Linked DNA regions of Danio rerio: region 1 is linked to region 2. The links are chromatin contacts, called in public Hi-C maps. All regions are on one chromosome and are shown on one strand. Each heading gives the region's core, a stretch centred on a gene start, on an enhancer-like site or on the middle of the called end of the contact. The rest is flanking DNA. Distances are from core to core; before and after follow the strand shown. Region 1 holds the start of slc45a1 (solute carrier family 45 member 1). Region 2 holds the start of znf362a (zinc finger protein 362a).

What was found. Hi-C and Micro-C count contacts between places; a contact is called where the count stands out from the background.
Region 1: a Hi-C map of hematopoietic stem cells shows a contact between it and region 2, with 3 times the contacts expected there. The contact joins the promoter of slc45a1 here to the promoter of znf362a in region 2. A contact is called at or near these places in 1 of 18 Hi-C or Micro-C datasets (hematopoietic stem cells) and 1 of 4 datasets of contacts at active chromatin or transcription factors (embryo).

What each region holds. Positions count from the first base shown.
Region 1 is chr11:43,299,419-43,302,768 of GRCz12tu, forward strand. It overlaps slc45a1 (solute carrier family 45 member 1), which reads left to right and starts at 1,469. Exons shown (of 10, transcript NM_001374639.1): 1 at 1,469-1,658. All of the region lies in intron 3 of LOC141376672 (a long non-coding RNA gene), which reads left to right.
Region 2 is chr11:42,949,997-42,953,342 of GRCz12tu, forward strand. znf362a (zinc finger protein 362a) reads right to left here and starts at 1,755. Exons shown (of 9, transcript NM_001077733.1): 1 at 1,699-1,755.

The DNA.
Region 1 (3,350 bases), core at 219-2,718, 350 kb after region 2:
CTCCACCATTTAGAAAAGTACACTATATAGTGTATAACTGCAGGTTAACTATCTCTCTCTTTCTATATATATATATACTGTCACTGACTCTCTCTAAGTTTAACTGTAATGTAATAATGTGCATCTTTTGAAAAGCTGCTTAAGACTGATAATTGTTGTGAAAAGCAGTGAGAAAACAGCCTTTAACATGTATTATAGGTTATAGCCAAATAGTTTAATGTCTAAAAAATTATTATACAGATGCAAATTGATAACGTGTGATAAAAATTAGGCAATTAAAAGCATCCTTTTTCATTAGACTGAAAAAAACACTTGATAGAAAACCTAAAATCTAAAAGCTCAAATTAAATAAATATAATTTATTTTCAAATAAAATGCAAAAAAACAAAACCAATAAATATTTTAGTAAACAAAGTAAGCAAAATAAAAAAATAGATATTATATATAGGTAATGAAGTACATAATTTGAATAGTTACTATAATGCTTTTAATATATATTTTTATTTTTTCATTAAATAATTTTACAATAAAACAGATCCCAAATTTGTTTGTCTGTCTATAAATGCAAATTAAATGCAACACAAGTGCACACACACACACACACACACACACACACACACACACACACACACACACACACACACACACACACACACACACACACACACACACACACACACACACATGACTGCATTGGTGCATATGTAATCAGATAATTCAATAGAATAGGTATTATAGCTCACATAGACTCCAACAAGCAGTTTCTTTTAATTTTTAAACACCATTTTAAGGTCAATATTATTAGCCCCTTTAAGCTATTTTTTTCGATAGTCTACAGAACAAACCATCGTTATACAATAACTTGCCTAACTACCCTAACCTTCCTAGTTAACCTAATTAACCTAGATAAGCCTTTAAATGTCACTTTAAGCTGTATAGAAGTGTCTTGAAAAATAGTCAGATAGTATTTACTGTCATCATGGTAAAGATAAAATAAATCAGTTATTAGAGATGAGTTTTTAAAACTATGATGCTAAGAAATGTGTTGAAGAAATCTTCTCTCCGTAATATATATACACTGTTCACCCTAAAGTTTAACTGTAATGTAATAGCGTGCGTCATTTGTAAAGCTGCATAAAAATGATATTGTGAAAAGCACTATACAAATAAACTGGAATTTAATTGAATTTGTGTTATAATATATTTGTTTTTTATTTAAAAAAAATTATATTAATCCAAATTAAGAAAGAAATATAGCCTATGATAAATAAATAAATAAATAAATAAATAAATAAATAAATAAATAAATAAATAAATAAATAAATAAAAGACAAATAAGCAGTGTGAGATGTGCAGGACATCTTGAAGGTCCACATGTCATTTGGAGTGTTTTTGACAGGTGTCAGTTTTCGGCTGATGCTGATGCTGCAGATATATTGGCGCGGGCGGAGGCGATGCCGTGACGTCACGACGGACGGGAGGAGGAGAGATGATGCGAGGACAGGGGGAGACCGGAGGAGCAGCACGATAAAAGCTGAGAAATGACTGCGCCAGAAAGGACGAAAAAAGATGAAACGTTAAACAGCAGCGTCAACGCGATGCGCCGTCCCGTCTGCTGCCTGCAACCCAGTAATGCATGAAGAGCATCCCGGATAAAGGTAATGTTATAGTATCTGTTTGCGTCCGCACGCCTCACAAAGAGCTGCTGTTCTATTTACATTTAAAGCAAGCGCTTTTAACGTGATTATCACACCACTGAAGTGTCATATAGCTGTGTGGTTAAACCGAAAACATGTTTGGCTCTCCAAGCACCCTCCTTCCTATTCATCCATAATTAAACATGTTTGTGAATCAAAGCTAGTGCGCGCGTTTTATTCATGGAGAAAAATCCTCATGTGGATAATCGTGAAATTGGAGCATTGTTGAGATGTGTGCAGGAAGGAGTCTGCAGTTGTGCGTTTTGCTTTCTCAGCTATGGAGAGACCGAGCACATGTGCATTGCGCATCCCGGAGCTGCGCATTGGTTGCAGTGCGTCGTGTGCGCGCGCGAGGGAAGTGTCATATCATGACCTCCTTGAAGAAATGGCGCTTCATCGCGATACTTTTCTAATCATTTGATTAATAAAAGCTACGCTGTGATGCTTCGCACCGTTGCTTCGTATAAGGGTGCTGTTTTGCTTTATTATCTCAATGTCACCATGACCTACACACTCAGTACAGTGGGAAAAAAATATTCACTGGATTTACTCAATTTCTTTTAAAGGAAAGTAGTTGCAAGTAATCTGTGGGCTGAATTTAAACAAATAAATTAAGTTGAACATTATTGAATTTGATTTGTTTATTTAAATTCAGCCCATATAAATTGTTTGCAAGCACTTGTCTTAAAACAATGTAGTAAATCCAATGAATCATTTTTTTCAGTGTAATAAAGGTTGTTTACTGGCATTGATGGGTTGTATAAAGAACGTGCAATATATTTCCAGGGTTTTTAATAGTATAAAAAATCCAGATGTTCTTCTAAAAATACTACTTACTGGAAAGTTTTTTGGGGAACCATGTTTTTGTCTTCTTCACCCTTTGGGACTTTTATTTTGTAAAGATAACTATGCAGTTCGCCATGATGATAACTATATTTACTTACTCCCAGAGCCATTTATTTCAATGTTGATATTTAGACACACTATATTGGTGTTTTGTAACATCTAGTTTTTTATAAGGTGGGTTGTTAGCCCATTGCTCAAGACCCCAATCATACACTACAGACAATTTAGCTTACTCAACTGACCGATAGCACGTGTTTGGACTGTGGGGGAAACCGGAGCACCCGGAGGGAACCCACACCAACACGGGGAGAACATGCAAACTCTACACAGAAATGCCAACTGGCCCAGCCGGGACTCGATCCAGCGACCTGATTTATTAGTATAAATTAACAACAAAACAAATTAATTAATCTCAATTTTCAAGAGTATCTACACTCACCGGCCACTTTATTAGGTATAACATATACCTTGTAGGACCTGGTTGGACCTTGAAGTACTTTTTGCCTTCAGAACTGCCTTAATCCTTCGTGGCATAGATTCAACAAGGTACTGGAAATATTCCTCAGAGATTTTGGTTCATATTGTCGCAGCAGAAATGGAGACTCATCAGACCAGGCAGTGTTTCTCCAATCTTCTACTGTTCAATATTGGTGAGCCTGTGCAAATTGTAGCCGCAGCTTCCTGTTCTTAGCTGACAGGAGTGGCACCAGGTGTGGTCTTCTGCTGCTGTAGCCCAAGGTGTAGTTCAAGGTTGGACATGTTGTGTGTTCAGAGATGCTCTTCTGCAGACCTCGGTTGTAACAAGTG
Region 2 (3,346 bases), core at 505-3,004:
GGTTATGTAATAACAATATAACAAAATAAAATATCCATTATGAAGCAGTCCAGCCGTCAAATTTATAATATAGAGAGAAGATTTCTTCAACCCATTTCTAAACATAATAGTTTTAATAACTCATCTCTAATAACTGATTAATTTTATCTTTGCCATGATGACAGTAAATAATATTTGACTAGATATTCTTCAAGACACTTCTATACAGCTTAAAGTGACATTTAAAGCCTGAACTAGGTTAATTAGGTTAACTAGGCAGGTTAGGGGAATTAGGCAAGTTATTGTATAACGATGGTTTGTTCTGTAGACTATCGAGAAAAAACAAAGCTTAAAGGGGCTAAAAATTTTCTCCCTAAAATGGTGTTTAAAAAAAAAATCAAAAACTGCTTTTATTTTAGCTGAAATAAAACACACAAGACTTTCTCCAAAAGAAAAAATATTATCAGACATACTGTGAAAAAATTCCTTGCTCTGTTAAACATCATTTGAAAAATATATAAATTTAAAAAAAAAAGATAATTTTTTTTGAAGGGGACTAATAATTCTGACTTCAACTGTATATATATATATTGTAGATGGAAAAACATTTTTAAAAAAGGAATCATTTACAATGTAACAATTGCATTAATTTAAAAAGTCGAAAAGAAGATTAAATGATATAAAAAAACAGCAATATAAATAAAAGTTAAAAGGATGCTTTCAGGACTTGGGCACTATGGCTGTAATTGCATTGTAATGCATCTTTAAAACAAATAAAAATAATTACAAACACACCGATTATAATGTAACGCATCATTTTATACCTTGCAAACTAGAAAGCTTCCTATTGACATTTAATGAAGTTAGATCAATTCTGTGAGTCACAGGATATCATTTAAAAAAACTGAAAGTGCAAATAAACATCGCAAAACAGCGTGCAAATATCAAATAAACATCAAACGAGAGATTGACACGTCTTGTGGTCTTCAAAATGAACTGATGAAAAACTTACTCAACTTTTTCTTTTATTCTGTCGGCATCCTCGAAAAGCTTCCCAAATAAAAGCGCGCTCTCTTTTGATCAAAGATTACATTAAGAAATCGCTCGCAAAATAACGCGAACGGACGCGTTTGGTGCCTTGCGAGAGCGCAGGTCTCCGGTGTCTGCCTCTCCCACATTCTCAGACAGTTTTATTAAAAATTTCAGACAAAAGGAAAACAAAAATGGCAGCCTGTCTTATTTTTATAAGGACAGGGCGCCATATTCTGCAGATCCCAATTTTTTTAGCGACAAAAAAATATAGCGCGTGCGTTCAGATCCAAGGCGCGACGCGTAAAACGCCGCATTATTTGCATTAAGTGCGCGAATGATTGTTTACTTAGATCTGCAGGTTTGAATAGCCCGGCTGGAGGAGGAAAAAAAGAGAGAGGGAGAAAAAAAAACGAGACTTCCTACAACAATCATGCGATGCGAACAAATCACGCAGATGGAAACAGACGCGCATCAATGTTACATTTCCATCGCGACGCATCAATGCAAAAGCGTGCAATTGCGTTATTGTTGCAACGCGAGCGTGCTTTTAGATGGCTTTCTCTTTTATTTGAACTTTTTTGCTCACTCGAAGGACTACAAGAACTAGCATCGTTTTCGCGCGTCGTGCAAATGTGCCCAAAAAATTAATATGCAGTGGTGAAGATGAGAAGAAAGCGACAGACATACCTTGCACACCTCGACGGAGGATTTATTAGATGTAATTATTGAAAGCTTGAGATGTTGTTTCGGCTTTGCCTTCAGAGGGAGTTTCAGACCTTCCGGGTCGCCTGGTGTTCACTTCTGGGTGCTGCAGCTCCACAGATCCATATATGAGCACATTTACAGCCATCAAATCACTAAAAAACATCTCTTGTGCACATTTCTCGTGTCGTTAGCTATCGTTTGCAGGATATGGAGCATACGTGAATGGAAACTGAGATGATGATTAACTCATATCAGATTCACAAACATATACTGTACATTTACTCCTATTTATACGCCTCAGCATTAAATAATTTTGTCTATGGGGCTTTCAAGGGGGTCTGGAAATGTTTAGAGATTTTAATTAATAATAATAATAATAATAATAATAATAATAAATGTAAAACAAAAATATAATAGAAAAGTTATTTTGAAATATTTTATAAAACTAAAAATATTTGGAGATTTTTATATATAAAAAAATAATAATAATAATAATAATAATAATAATAATGTAAAACAACATTTCACTAGAATAATAATTTAAAATATTTTATTAAACTAAATGTTTGGAGATTTTTATATATTAATTAATAATAATAAATAATAACAAATGTAAAACAAATATACAGAATATTAAATATTTTATGAAACTATAAATGTTTGCAGATTTTTAAAATATAAATTAATAAGAATAAATAATATTAATAAAAATAAACAAATAAATAAATAAAATACAAAAATACAAAAAAAAATATTATTTTAAAATATTTTATTAACTTAAAATGTTTGGAGAATTTTTTATTTAGATTAATAATAATAATAATAATAATAATTTAAAATATTTTATAAAACTATAAATGTTTGGAGATTTTTATATATTATTTAATAATAATAAATAATAACAAATGTAAAACAAATATACACTAGAATATTATATTTTTTATGAAACTATAAATGTTTGGGGATTTAAATTTTTTATATAAATTAATAATAATAAATAATATTAATAATAATATTAATAATAAATAAATAAATGTAAAACAAAAATCCCCAAAAAGTATTATTTTAGAATATTTTATTAACTGGAAATGTTTGGAGAATTTTTAATGTAGATTAATAATAATAATGATAATGATGAGTAAAAAATGTAAAGTAAAAATTACACTAGAATAATTATTTTAAATATTTTATAAAACTAAAAATGTTTTAAGATTTGTAAATATAAATTAATATTAACAATAAATGTCAAACAATAGACTAGAATAATTTTAAATATTTTATTAAACTGTAAAAATGTTTTGAGATTGTGTTTAATATAAATTCATGATCATAAAAATAAATAATAAATGTAAAACATAAATACACCAGAATAATTATTTTAGTGTATTTTTGGCTTTCATTTTTATTATTACTTATTTTTTAGTATAAATAATACAAATTTTAATGTAAAAATATAAAAATGTTTTGAGATTTTTAAAAATGAAAATTCATAATAATAAATAAATGTAAAACAAAAATACAATAAAATAATTATTTTATTATTTTCATTTATTATATAATATTGAATAATAATAATATGTAATATATAATAATATGTAAAATCAATATACACTAGAATAATAAATATTTT